3 separate regions of the Sus scrofa genome follow, and all the other regions are linked to region 2. A link is a contact called in public Hi-C and promoter capture Hi-C data. All regions are on one chromosome and are shown on one strand. Each heading gives the region's core, a stretch centred on a gene start, on an enhancer-like site or on the middle of the called end of the contact. The rest is flanking DNA. Distances are from core to core; before and after follow the strand shown.

Region 1 (4,055 bases), core at 74-2,573, 130 kb after region 2:
CCACAGCTCACAGCAACACTGGATCTTTAACCCACTGACCAAGGCCAGGGATTGAACCTGTGTCCTCATGGGTGCTAGTCAGATTTGTTAACGCTGAGCCATGACGGGAACTCCTTCAATATCTTGTAATAACCTATAATGGCAAAGAATCTGAAAAGAGGATTTCTCACTGTGGTGAAGTGAGTTAAGAATCCAACTGCAGCAGCTTTTGTTGCAGCTACCGCTCGGATTCAGCCCCTGGCCTGGGACTTCTCATATGCTGTGGATGCAAATGAAAAAGGAATACAAAACAAAACAAAAAACTGGGAGGTGGAGAGGAGAGCCATCCCCCTCCGAGCATCCCAGATCATGGCCCTGACTCTGCGGGCATGTCTCCCTCACTAGACTGAGGCTCTGTGAGGTCACGGGTCTGCCCTATTCCCTCCCTGCTTTAGCCCCAGCTTATGGCGCTGGATCAGACACAGCCAGTGTTCACTAAATATTTGTCCATAGATTGGCTGATGAATGAACTCAACCAGCTTTGGCAAAGCCTGGGTCAGGTTCCCTGGAGCATTGCAACAGCCTCCTCGAAGAACCCAGCAGCCACAGGGATCTCCGATGTGACCATGTCGCTCCCTGTGTGAAACCTCTAGGGCTCCCTGTTACCACCCCCCCCCCCCGCCCCAGATAGAGTCCTTCCCCTTCCGGTCTCTGTCTAGCTCTCCGTCCCTATTCTCACCAGCCTCCACCACGTGAAATACTCTCAGGTCCCCAACCTGCACATTCTGCAAATTCTCTTCTCTCCATAGAACTTTCTACTCCTCGCTTTTTGCTTGGATAACTTTTAAAATTCTCATTTTAGACAAAAACCTTCCCTGTTCCACCGCCCCTGTGCTTATCCAACTTCATTATTGGCCCTTGCCCACTGCCTGGGGTCCCCTAGCCTAGAAGCTGGAGAGGGCAGGGGCCAAGCCCCTCTCCCTCACGGCTGTCTCCCAGCACCAGCCAGGATGCCGTCTTGCAGCATGCTGGAAAGGATGGACTTCGGGCTTCGACGGTGCACGCCAGGGCACGTCTGCTTTGGGGACCCGGAGCCCTCCGCAGTTGTTTCAGAAAGGCAGGCAGGTGGGGAGTATATAATGCGAAACGCTCGTTCCAGCTCCGGGGAAGTGAAGGGAGGGATGACAAAGCAAAGCGTGAAGGGTCTGATGAGCGCTTAGAACAGAACCTTCAAAGCTAGACTCCCTGGAGCCTCTCGCGCGGATGGTGGCGCAGAGCCACGCCCCTCGCCAACAGGGCGGACCTACGGGGGTGGGTGGGTCTGAGGGGCGGAAGTGACGCACAGACCGGAAGTCAGCCCGGCCTCTTGGCCCCAAGGGCGCCCAGCGTATCCGCGGCGGCGGGCTGCCAATCCGGTGATGCACCCCGCAGGGCGGCTGGGGGGCACCGCGGCGCTGCGGCTGCTGCTGGCGGCACACGTGGCGGCGGCGTTCGAGCCCATCACCCTGGGCATCGCCATCGGGACCGCATCGGTCCTCACCGGCTACCTGTCCTACACCGAGCTGTTTTGCCGCTTCGCCGAGTGCTGCCGGGAGGAGCAGCCGCTCAACGCGTCGGGTACGGCGGGTCTGGCTGGAGGGGCTCGAGGGGCGCGAGGGACAGGCCCCCGCAGGCGTCAGCGCCCGGCACATCGCGCTCACCCTTTGGGGTAGGAGGGGGCATGGAGGGGCCTGGGTCCGGACTCCAGCCTGGAGGCCGTGTCTTCGGGGACAGATTCTCCAGATCGTGAGGCTCTGCCCGAGTTCCTTTTATTCTTTTTCGGTTTTTAGGGCCGCACCTGCGGCATGTGGAAGTTCCCAAGCTAGGGGTCAATTCGGAGCTACAGCTGCCGGCCTACACCACAGCCACAGCAACGCGGGATCCGAGTGGAGTCTGCGACCTACACCGCAGCTTACAGCAAGGCCGAATCCTTAACCCACTGAGCGAGGCCAGGGATTGACCCAGCATCCTCATGGGTCCTAGTCGCATCCTCCTTGCCGCTGAGCCACGACGGGAACTCCCCCAAATTCCTTTCTAAAAGTTGGGATTCCTTGGGACGCCGTGCCAACCCAATAAGTCGTTCTCAAATGTGCAGCGTCTGCCCAGAAAGCCCGCATTTGGTCTTTGGTTTTCTTACAGGGTGGCTGGGGAAATAGCAAGCAGCTGAGTCAAGAGAGGACCCGTCCTCGGATGAAGGAACGCATTTACCTTCCTTCTCAGACACTTGAGTGTTGAGGAGACCATTCATCTAGGCCATTTCCTTGGCGGTGGCATCTGTGTGACTCTGCAGCTGGCACTTCTGCCTCCGCACTGGCACTGGGGTTTGGCGGAGACGGTGCTGGACCATTCGCTAACCTTGCCTCTCACTTTGGCCAGCTGGGGAGAGCGCTGCCCTTCTGCTGCCTGTTTAATGTGTGTTTTTCTCTCTGTTCTCTGGCTGGCTGCTGCAGCGTTCAAGCTGGAACTGGAGAGAGGCTGTTTGGGCAGCATCTGGCCACAGAGGTGCTTCTCAAGGCGCTGACAGGCTTCAGGAACAACAAAAACCCCAAGAAAGCACTGACGCTTTCCTTACACGGCTGGGCTGGCACGGGCAAGAATTTTGTCAGCCAGATTGTGGCTGAAAATCTTCACCGGAAAGGCCTGAAGAGCAACTTTGTCCACTTGTTCGTATCGACTCTGCACTTTCCTCACGAGCAGCACGTAAAACTGTACCAGGCAAGGCATTCTGTTGTCCCATCCGTGGCTTCTCGGACTGGTCTGGGCGATCTCTTCACTGACTCCGGCTTCTGCTTCTTTCCTCCTAGCCCCAGGCCCTGCCGAGTCCAGGCACACCGGTAACCCTTTGCCATTTGCTGAGCTCTCCTACACCATTTTTCTTACTGATCCCAAAATAATGCAGCGGGGCAGGTGATGTTATTTCCATTAAAAGATGGAGCCAAGGAGTTCCCTGGTGGCTCAGAGGGTTAAGGATCTGGTGTTGTCACTGCCGTGGCTGTGGTTACAGCTGTGGCTCGGGTTCCATCCCTGGTCCGGGAACTTCTGCAAGCTGCAGGCGCAGCCAAAAAAAAAAAAGGGATGGAACCAAGAGCAGCGAGGCGACATGCTCCTTACAGTCCTTCTGACCTTGTGGCAAATCAGAACTTGAATGCAAATCTCCTGACTCTCAGTCCACAGGGTAGCCACGTTGTGCAATGTATGAGTTTGTTCAGCATCCCCATTGCAGCCCTCGGTTAAGTGGAGCGGGCTTAGAAAAGTTTTTTTTGTTGTTGTTATTGTTTTTTGGTTTTTGTTTTGTTTTGTTTTTGTCTTTTTGCCATTTCTAGGGCCACTCCCACAGCATATGGAAGTTCCCAGGCTAGGGGTCTAATCGGAGCTGTATCTGCCAGCCTATACCACAGCCACAGCAATGCGGGATCCAAGCTGCCTCTGCAACCTACACCACAGCTCACGGCAACACCGGATCCTTAACCCACTGAGCGAGGCCAGGGATCGAACCCACCACCTCGCGGTTCCTAGTCGGATTCACGAACCACTGAGCCACGATGGGAACTCCCTAGAAAGTTTAAATGAAACTTCAGCTTGGCCTCTGTGTTTAGCAGTGTAGACCAGAGGATTTTTTTGTCTCCTCAGTAGCTTTTATTCCCTCCCATCCTTCAAATTCTTGGCCTTGCTGTTTGGTCCAGTAAGGCTCTCATTTAAATGTAAAAGTTAGTGTTCCTGCCGTTAGATGGGGGCTGAAATAAGGAATAGAAACTTAGCAAGGAAGTGAAAGTGGATATTTGCCACATAAAGTGTACGACAGGGAAGATTGCCAAAGAAAGAATAATTTTCTTTCTTTTTCTGTCTTGTTAGGGCTGTTCCCTTGGCAGTTGGAAGTTCCCAGGCTAGGGGTCAAATTGGAGCTGTAGCCGCTGGCCTACACCACAGCCACAGCAGCACACCATCCGAGCCTTGTCTGTGACTTGCACCATGGGTCACGGCAGCACTGGATCTTAACCCACTGAGTGAGGCCAGGGATCGAAACTGCGTCCTCATGG
Region 2 (4,183 bases), core at 1,015-3,514:
CCCAGCTCTCTGAACCTCCAGGAGCCCAGCAGCCTCAGAGCCTGTCCTACGCCGGGGAGGGGGGACATCCTGGCCACATCCTGTGTCACCATGAAACCCCCCCCGTGTCGGGGGAACCTCAGTTTTTAATGATCCCAACTAGGATCCATGAGGATGAGGGTTTGATCCCTGGCCTCGCTCAGTGGGTTAGGGATCCGGCATCGCTGTGAGCTGCAGGTCGCAGACTTGGCTCAGATCCCACGTTGCTGGGGCTGTGGCATAGGCCCGCAGCTAAAGCTCTGATTTGACCTCTAGCCTGGGAACTTCCATATGCCACGGGTGCAGCCCTAAAAAGAAAAAAAAATAAATAAATAAACCCCTGTGGCTATAAGTCAGGGTCTGCAAGTCTCCTGGCTGACCTCCCCCCCCCGAAAATGGCCCCGTCTCCATCCCCCAGCACACAAGCTAGATGCCAGCATGGTTCTGCTGTGATTTATGCTTAATGTGTCTTCTCCGTTTTCCCCTCTCCCTATGACAGGAACAAAAATGCAAGATGCCTCAGAATGAGTGGCAGAAAATTACTTTTCCTTACTTAGCTCTGGGCACAGTGCCAGCAGCCACTTTTTCACATTAATGGAAGCGATTTAGCTGGGAGCTGGGAGGAGTCTGCTAAGTCAATCTCATGGTAGAAACAGCGACAAACTCGCTCTTGGACTTGAGGTGGCTAAGGGCCACTTGAAAGCCCACAAGGGGACGGGAGGCCACCCAGTGTGGCTGTCCTTGGTCACCACCCATGAAATAAATAAATGAGGCAAGTAGCTCCTGAGAAAAGCCTGAAGGCTTGGTCGCCCATCCAGAGCAGGGCCACACTTAAGCCACCTATCACCCCAGGTCCTCTGGGCTCCAGCTGACCTTCAAAGTTGAGGTTGGCTCCATTCCGCAGGAGAACGTCAGCGGCACGGGTCAGCCCCAGCTCGGCCATCTTCAGCAGGGCGTTGCTCACGCCTTCCTGGTAGAAGGGAGAGTGGGCCTTTCTCTCCAGCAGCTCAGTGAGAACAAGGATCCGGCTCTCCTCACTCGCGACATAACTGGGTCTGGGGCAGGAGAGGGGGGACTAGTTGAGGGTGGGAACAGCTGTGGGACCAGCTGGCTGGGCACCCTGTGGGTGGGTGGCCTTTGGTCTCCTGATGTCATTCCCCCCGTCTCCCCCCAAATCACTCCCCCAAGGCAGGGCAGAAAGTCTCTTCAGAAAAGGTCTGTGGCAGAGAGAGGGCCAAGCTGGATCCTTCTACTGGAGCAGATGCCTCGGGTTTACCAAGAAAGGACAGGGGTTGTCTTCGGCCTCCTTCCATGTTGCCCAGAGAATCTGGCCCCTGGCATGGATACAAAGCCTCATACACCTGGACTGTTGGCACTGAAGGGAACCCTTGTGGCCAAGAGTGAGAACCAGACACTGCGGGACCAGCCCAGGGCAGTCAGCAGACTTCCTGCCTGCTCACACCCAAAGTCAGTCAGCCTCCCCGTCTTCCAAAGGCTGAGAGCAGCAAAGCCTTCTGCACCTTTGCCCCAACCCACCCAGCTTCCCCGCCAATTCCAGCTGATCCCAGAAACAGACACCTGATCCCTCTTTCCTCTGTTCCACCTAAGGCATTAAACACTTTACTAACGATTGTCAGTCTCTCTTTTCTGGAGCATAAGCATCGTGAAGGCTGGGAGTTTGTTTAGCTCACTGATGTACCGCAAACGATTCACTTTCTAACACCCTTCCCAGAGATTCACGGATAGACCCGCGCCTGGATGTACAATTGCAAACTCGGCTACAGAAAGCTCACTTCGCACTGCTCACAGATGCCACCCGGCTGCCCTGCAACTCCAGGTGGAGGGCACATGACAGGCAGGGTGCAGGGTGGGGCCCTGAGGCGAAGGCCCTGCAAACACCGCACCCTCCAGCCCTCCGGGCGCTGGCCCGGAGCACCCTTCCCCCAGCGCGTCTCGGTCTCATCTGTTAGGTGGGGACACCGCCCGCCCCGCCATGTTTGTCGTGACAATGAAGGGGGAGCAGTGCCGAGTCGGAGGGGGGCAGGGAGCGAGTTACCCGTCCAGGGGTTCCTGCCGCTCAGGGTCCTGGATCCCCAAGGAGCCCAGAATCGCGTCCACCAGCGGCTGGTACTCGAAGATGATCCTCCGGAAGCCGTGCAGGAACGGCATTGCGGCGGCCGCACCCTCCGCTGAGGCCGAGACGCCGACTGCGAGCGTTCCGGCAGCCGCGGTCTTGGCCAGGTTTGGCCACTACTGGTCCAGTCCCCGAACCCGGCCTCATACACAGCCCAACCCGCTGCTCCGCGCCGGAAGTGACTCTCGCACTTGCACTTCCGGTCCCTCCGGCCCAGGAAAGAGAGTCGGGGTGACAGCGCCCTCTGCCGTCCGGGAGGACCGAGCGCCTTCGGGAGCGCGATTTGGGGGTATCTTGTGCGGCGGGGGTCCCTGGAGAATGGAGGGCGCCGACCTGCAGTCCACCGGGATCCCAGCCCTTCGCTGGCCCGCCCTTTCCCGGTCCGGCCTGGCTCCACCCTGCGATCCCGCCCGCGGCCGCTGGGCGCCGTCCGAACTCCGCCCGTTGCGCACAGCGGCCGGACCCCTGCCCAACTCTCTGCGGCAGTGGAGGGGTCTCGAACTCCAGGTGTCCCCTGGCCCCCCTGAGCTTGGGTCAGACCGCGGCTTGGCCTGGCTCTTGCCCCCCCCCCCCCCCCGCCCCCGCCGACTGGACCACATCCACCCTGACGGGCGATGGGGCAATTCCTTAGCCTCTGTCCCCTGGAAGCTCCTCTCCCTGCCAGCTGGGGGCTTCTTCCCCTTTCTCTGCCTTGATGGACTCAATGAACTTTAATTTCTTCATCTGTGAAATGGGGATAATCAAACCCATGCAAGATCCTAGACCAAGAGCTCTGTTACTGTGGGTGGAAGTGTAGCCTAGCAGGAAGGGGACCGGGCCTGGGGTACTTTTCTGGAGTTTAGGTATCTACCCCTGGGCCTCACATTTAACCTCTGCAACCTCGAGGCCCACAGGGGAGCCCTGATGACTTCACTTTTGTCCCCCCTGCTTTTTAGGGCTGCACCCGCAGGTTCTCAGGCTAGGGGTCAAATTGGAGCAGGCCTACACCACAGCCACAGCAACTCCAGACCCAAGCCGTGTCTGTGACCTACACCACAGCTCACGGTGATGCTAGATCCGTAACCCACGGAGTGAGGCCAGGGATCAAACCCACAACCTCATGCTTCCTAGTCGGATTCGTTTTCCACTGGGCCACAACGGGAACGCCCCTGATGACCTCATGATTCTGGAAAGCCCGTTATGAAGAGGTGTGCCAGTCCCAGCCGTTCACATGGCAGCTTGGGTCTCACCAGCCCCCACCCCTTCCCATGTGGACTCAGGAGCCTCTCCTGTCCAGCACCTGCCAGAGACCAGAGCTGTTGAGGAAAGTAGAAAACGTTTAGAGACAAGTTTAAAGCCAACCGCATGTGTCTATGATTAAACATAAAAAATGAGTAGAAAAGGGCTCCCCTGCCCCCAAGAGCCGAACAGTCTTAGCAAGAAAGCCCAATCCAAAGCGTCCTCAGTCCGGCTATGGGGACCGAACAGGGGCTGGATAATTGCTCACTGCACTTATGATTCCGTTTATAAGGTTGTTGTGCGGATCAGGTGACAAGCTATTAAAAATCCCCATCAGGCCTTAGAAGCCCTCCTTTTGTCCCTCCATCCCACTGCCTAAGGAGCAAGGAAGAGGAGTAGGGCAGCCCAGGTTAGGTTCGCCAGGAGACCACAGCATCCCTGGTTCCCAGCACACTTCATTTTTTTTTTTTTTTCTTTGCCTTTTAGGGCATAAGGAAGTTCCCAGGCTAGGGGTTGAATCAGAGCTACAGCTGCCAGGCTACACCCCAGCTCGCAGCAGTGCCAGATCCTTAACCCACTGCCCACTGCCCACTGAGCAAGGCCAGGGATTGAACCTGCATCCTCTTGGATACTAATCGGATTCGTTACTGCTGAGCCACGATGGGAACTCCTGCCCTGGTTCTTGATCCTGGAAGTCTCTTCTCCTGGAGTGAAATTGGGAGACTGCTCACACAGAGATGGAGAATTTCCAGCTTGTCCTGTAAAACCAGGCGATCCGACACCCGGGCCCATATTCCCGTCTGGCAATGAAGC
Region 3 (4,313 bases), core at 1,414-3,913, 150 kb after region 2:
TTCATCAGAAATTTGAGCTGTGGTTTATATGATGCGTTCCTGGCCTTTTCCCGCGACACCAGTACAGAGGACGAATTAGCCACTTGTTTCTGGGGAAAATTCTGGATGTTACAATGTAAGTCTTGACTTCTTATGATTTCGGTTTTTATTTGGCCACTCAGACCATGGTGACAATATTCCATGTGTACATCTTTAACCTAAGCAGAAATTCTGCTCTATAGGGATGGATGAACCTCTGTTTACAGAGCAAGAACCCTAGGAGAGCTGAAGTGACTTGCCTGAGCCCACAAAACCAGTCACTGTTTAAACAAGGACTCCCGGAGTTCCTGTCGTGGCTCAGTGGTTAACAAACCCAACTTGTATCCCTGAGGATGCAGGTTCGATCCCTGGCCTCACTCAGTGGGTTAAGGATCCGGCGTTGCCGTGAGCTGTGGTGTAGGTCGTAGATGCAGCTCAGATCCCGTGTTGCTGTTGCTGTGGCTGTGCTGTGGGTGGTGGCTACAGCTCCAGTTCGACCCCTAGCCTGGGAACCTCCATACACCACAGGTGCGGCCCTAAAAAAAAAAAAAAAAAAAGACCAAAAAAACCCCACAAGGATTCCGTCAGGTCTAGTAGGCTCCAGCAGCCAAGGTCTTCCCAATTTCTGCTACTCTGACTCAGCCAGTAACACTGAACATGTAGCACTCACTACAGGCCAGATGCTGTACTAGGCACTGTTCACCCAGCGTTTTCCCGTGATCTTCCCAAACCCATCAGTTACCACTGCAGCCCCTATTTTACAGATGAGGCAACTGAGGTACAGAGAGGTTAACTAACTTGCTCCAAGTCACACGGCTATTAAACAGTGAAGATGGAATGCTAACTAGGATGACCAACTCATCTCTATTCGCCTGGAACTTTCCCAGCTGTAGCACTGAAAGGCCCACATCCCAGGGACTCCTGGACAGCTGGTGATCCTGAGGCTGACCCAGGCCGAAGGGAAAAATGTGTTCATACAGGTGAAAATTTAAAAAGGCAAAAGAGTTAACTTTGAATACGTATGTGCCAGGCCCCACGTTACCTACTTGACAGAGTTCAATAACTTCTCACAACTTCCATTTTACAGACAAAGAGCCCGAGTCTCAGAGAGGTCAGGCAACTTTCCCAAGATCACACAGCTGGCAGGTGGGAACCTTAGGGCTCAAATCCAGGTGAATCTACCACCAAGGCTCAGGCTGTTAATCTGGAAGTTAAACTGTTAAGAGCAGTTTGCAACACTGTGATTGAATTTAGGTTTCCCAAGAAACATTTCTTCTTTTATAAAATGCGTTAGAGTTGAAGATCTTGAAACTGAGTTTGATTGTGTCTCTCTAAAATCCTACGATCCCACTGAGCCTGCTTTCGGAAACCACCCCAAGCTTTGCTAATTGCTCCCTGCATCTCTAAGCCTCTGTGGTTGCCACACTTTTCAAAGGGGGAACTGACACGTGCTTGCCATTTTCAGGGCCCACTCGTTTCAACCCGGAATTCCAAATCCCATCGGCCACCAAACCCCAAACCCGGCCCCATCCAGGAAGGATTCCAAAATTCGGCCCTTGCCTTGTACAGGGTGATGTTGGAGATGTGGGGGAAGTGCAGTGTGGCCACAAACAGGTGGACATAGTCACTGTTCAGACCACCCTCGTAAATATTCTCTGCGATGATCTTGCTGACAAAATTTTTGCCGGTGCCCGTCCACCCGTGTAGGGAGAGGGTGAGCGGCTTCTTGGGCTTCGGGTTGCTGATGAAGCCTGAGACGGCATTTAAGATGACTTTCTTTGCAAGATGCTGTCCGAAAAGCTTGCTGTCCAGATCCTTCTGCAGCGCTAGGAAAAACAAAGTGAGTCAGGCGGACAGTAGGGAGACACATCTGGCAAAGTGTGGCCCAGTTTACAGGCTCAGGTAAAGCCAGCAGAGTCAGCTAAGCTCTTCAAGCGTCTTGGGAGACGCGGATGTGTGGGCAAGCACTTGGCCCAGGTGACCGGCAGGTGCAGGAGGCCCTCCCTCTGCTAGTCCTGTCCATTCTCGAGCCCTCCTTCCCGAAGAGGTCCTTGGGGCCAGTGCCCAGGGGCGCGCGCCCCTCGCCCCAGCTCTGCGCCTTCCACCCATGCCGGGCAGAAAAAGGGCAGCGGTTTGGTCCCCGCTGCTCCGCGCCGGAGGAATCCCCACCAGCCGCGTCTCCGCCGAGGAAGGAGCACACCTCTCTGGAGGAAGTTTCCGACCGTCCCCACGCCCGGGTTTTGGGCGAAGCTGCCCAAACGGCAGCTGGCCTCGCCTGATCAAAGTCCGGTCAGCCTGTGGTCGTGGCCAGGGCCAGGCCCGGTGCCGCACCTCAAGCCGCCCCAGTTCCGGGTCCGGGCCCCGCCGGCCTCAGCACTGCCCGAGCTCCTGGGCCTTCTGGACCCCCGCCTCCGACCCTCGCCCCAGCTCTGGCACCAGGCCCCCCAGCCCCCGCCCCATCCTACCCTCCCGGCTGAGGCTCCCCTTCTGGCTGCAGCACTCGGTGAAGAAGCAGAAGAGGCGCGGGTAGGAGATGTAGCCGGTGAGGACGCCGGCCAGGGCCAGTCCCAGACTGATGGGCTCTACCGCCCGCACCGCCAACGGCGCCAGCAGCAGCAGGCCCAGCGCGGCCCGGCCCAGCTTCATGCCCAGACCGGCGCTGCCCGGCGCGTTCTCGCGCCTACCGCGGATCGGCGCTACCGCCAACTGCACTTCCGGTCCCGCCCGCCGGGGCCGCCATCTTTGTAAGGGGCGGGCATCCTCCTGACGCTGGCGTCCGCCATCTTTATGAAGGGCAGAGCCCTTTCCACCTTTGGGCACCGAGCCACTGGGGGTACCGATATTTTCTCTTTGAATAAAACTTAGTTTCTTCAGATTTTTTTAGTTTCTACCTAACGTCCTATTCCTATTTTTTTTTGGTCTTTTTAGGGCCACACCTGCGGCATATGAGGGTCCCAGGGTAGGGGTCAAATGGAGCTGTAACTACCAACCTACACCATAGCCACGCCAGCTAAGAGAGGTTCCTCCGGTCCTACACCACAGTTCAGGGCACCGCAGAATCCTTAACCTGCTGAACAAGGTCAGGGATAGAACCTCCGTCCTCACGGATGCTGGTCGGGTTCATTAACCACTGAGCCACCTCAGGAACTCTTAACATCCTATTTCCAATCCAGGGTCCCACCAAGATACCACATTATATTTAGTTGTCATGTGTCCTTAGCTCCTTTTTTTTTTTCTTTTTTTAGGGCCACACCTGAAGCATATGGAAGTTCCCAGGCTAGGGGTCAAATTGGAGCTGCAGCTGCCGCCTACACCACAGCCACAGCAACACAGGATCCTTAACCCACTCACTGATCAAGGACAGGGATTGAACCTGCATCCTCACGATCTAGTTGGTTTTGTTACTGCTGAACCGTGATGGGAACTCTGTTTCTTAAACTAAATGAGAAAACCCCTCTCAGGAACTGAAGTTTGCTTTTGTGCTGCCCAGCCCCCAGGCCTGAACATATTACCTAGTGCTGGTGTAAGGAGACGCAATACAAGCGATAAACAATGTGGGTCCATTTCATATTTAATACTTAAGTGCTTAAAGCGATAGAAATTGTTTTTTCTCTCTTAATGAAAAGAAACACAACTGTACAAGTCAGAAAATACCAGTGACCCTTTGATCTCATCCTAGATTTTTCTGCCATCAGCTGGCTCCACCGTAAAGAGGGACGGATGCATTTCTGAACCCCGTTCCTGATATTTACAAGTAGGAGACATGATTGCATATGTAATGAAAGCACAATCTAAAGGGTATCATCTCACTCTAAACTCACAGCTGTTTCCTCCTGACCCAGGGCAAATATTAGGAGGAAGTCAACATATTTACAAACAAGATTTAATAATGCTCACAAGAAGAGAGTTTTCCCCCAAATAGAAAAACTATGCATTGTCTTGTTTCAAAAGGTTACACACACGGTGCCTGAAAAATCCAGCATGTGAGGCACAGGGTTAGCAGCATCTGTTTTGGGAACCGTCTGCTATCAGTGCACAGGCTTCTGTCCAGGCAGCCTGTTATCATGGGGATAGAGGGAGTGGAGGACACTATTTAACACCCCGCTGTGCACTGCTCCCCTTCTGCCTCCCTCAGTACCGCCGGTTCATCTTCTTGAACTTCTCGTAGTGATAGTCATCGGTGGCCTTCTCATTAGCAGGACGCTTGCGGTTGGGAGGGGACCCTGAGAAGGAAAAGAAGAAAACTGTTTGCCACGTTGGATGCCACCCCTGGGCTCAGCTCTGAATAGCAAGGA

The links. Promoter capture Hi-C pulls out the DNA fragments that hold promoters and counts their contacts. A called contact is a pair of places that touch in the nucleus more often than the background predicts.
Region 1: a Hi-C map of embryonic fibroblasts shows a contact between it and region 2, with 3 times the contacts expected there. The contact joins the promoter of TOR1B here to the promoter of ASB6 in region 2. A contact is called at or near these places in 16 of 47 Hi-C or Micro-C datasets (alveolar macrophages, brain, embryonic fibroblasts and 10 more) and 2 of 2 datasets of contacts at active chromatin or transcription factors (alveolar macrophages and skeletal muscle).
Region 3: a contact with region 2 is called in a promoter capture Hi-C map of liver, with 2.8 times the contacts expected there. The contact joins the promoter of TOR1A here to the promoter of ASB6 in region 2. A contact is called at or near these places in 1 of 5 promoter capture datasets (liver), 2 of 47 Hi-C or Micro-C datasets (heart right ventricle and liver) and 1 of 2 datasets of contacts at active chromatin or transcription factors (alveolar macrophages).

What each region holds. Positions count from the first base shown.
Region 1 is chr1:269,965,596-269,969,650 of Sscrofa11.1, forward strand. TOR1B (torsin-1B) reads left to right here and starts at 1,324. Exons shown (of 7, transcript XM_021070119.1): 1 at 1,324-1,605; 2 at 2,477-2,733. The coding sequence starts at 1,398.
Region 2 is chr1:269,831,942-269,836,124 of Sscrofa11.1, forward strand. It overlaps ASB6 (ankyrin repeat and SOCS box containing 6), which reads right to left and starts at 2,265. Exons shown (of 6, transcript NM_001099937.2): 1 at 2,075-2,265; 2 at 892-1,073. The coding sequence starts at 2,187.
Region 3 is chr1:269,982,815-269,987,127 of Sscrofa11.1, forward strand. It overlaps TOR1A (torsin family 1 member A), which reads right to left and starts at 2,664. Exons shown (of 5, transcript NM_001105298.1): 1 at 2,484-2,664; 2 at 1,579-1,844. The coding sequence starts at 2,664. C1H9orf78 reads right to left here. Exons shown (of 9, transcript XM_003122220.4): 9 at 3,572-4,241. The coding sequence ends at 4,150.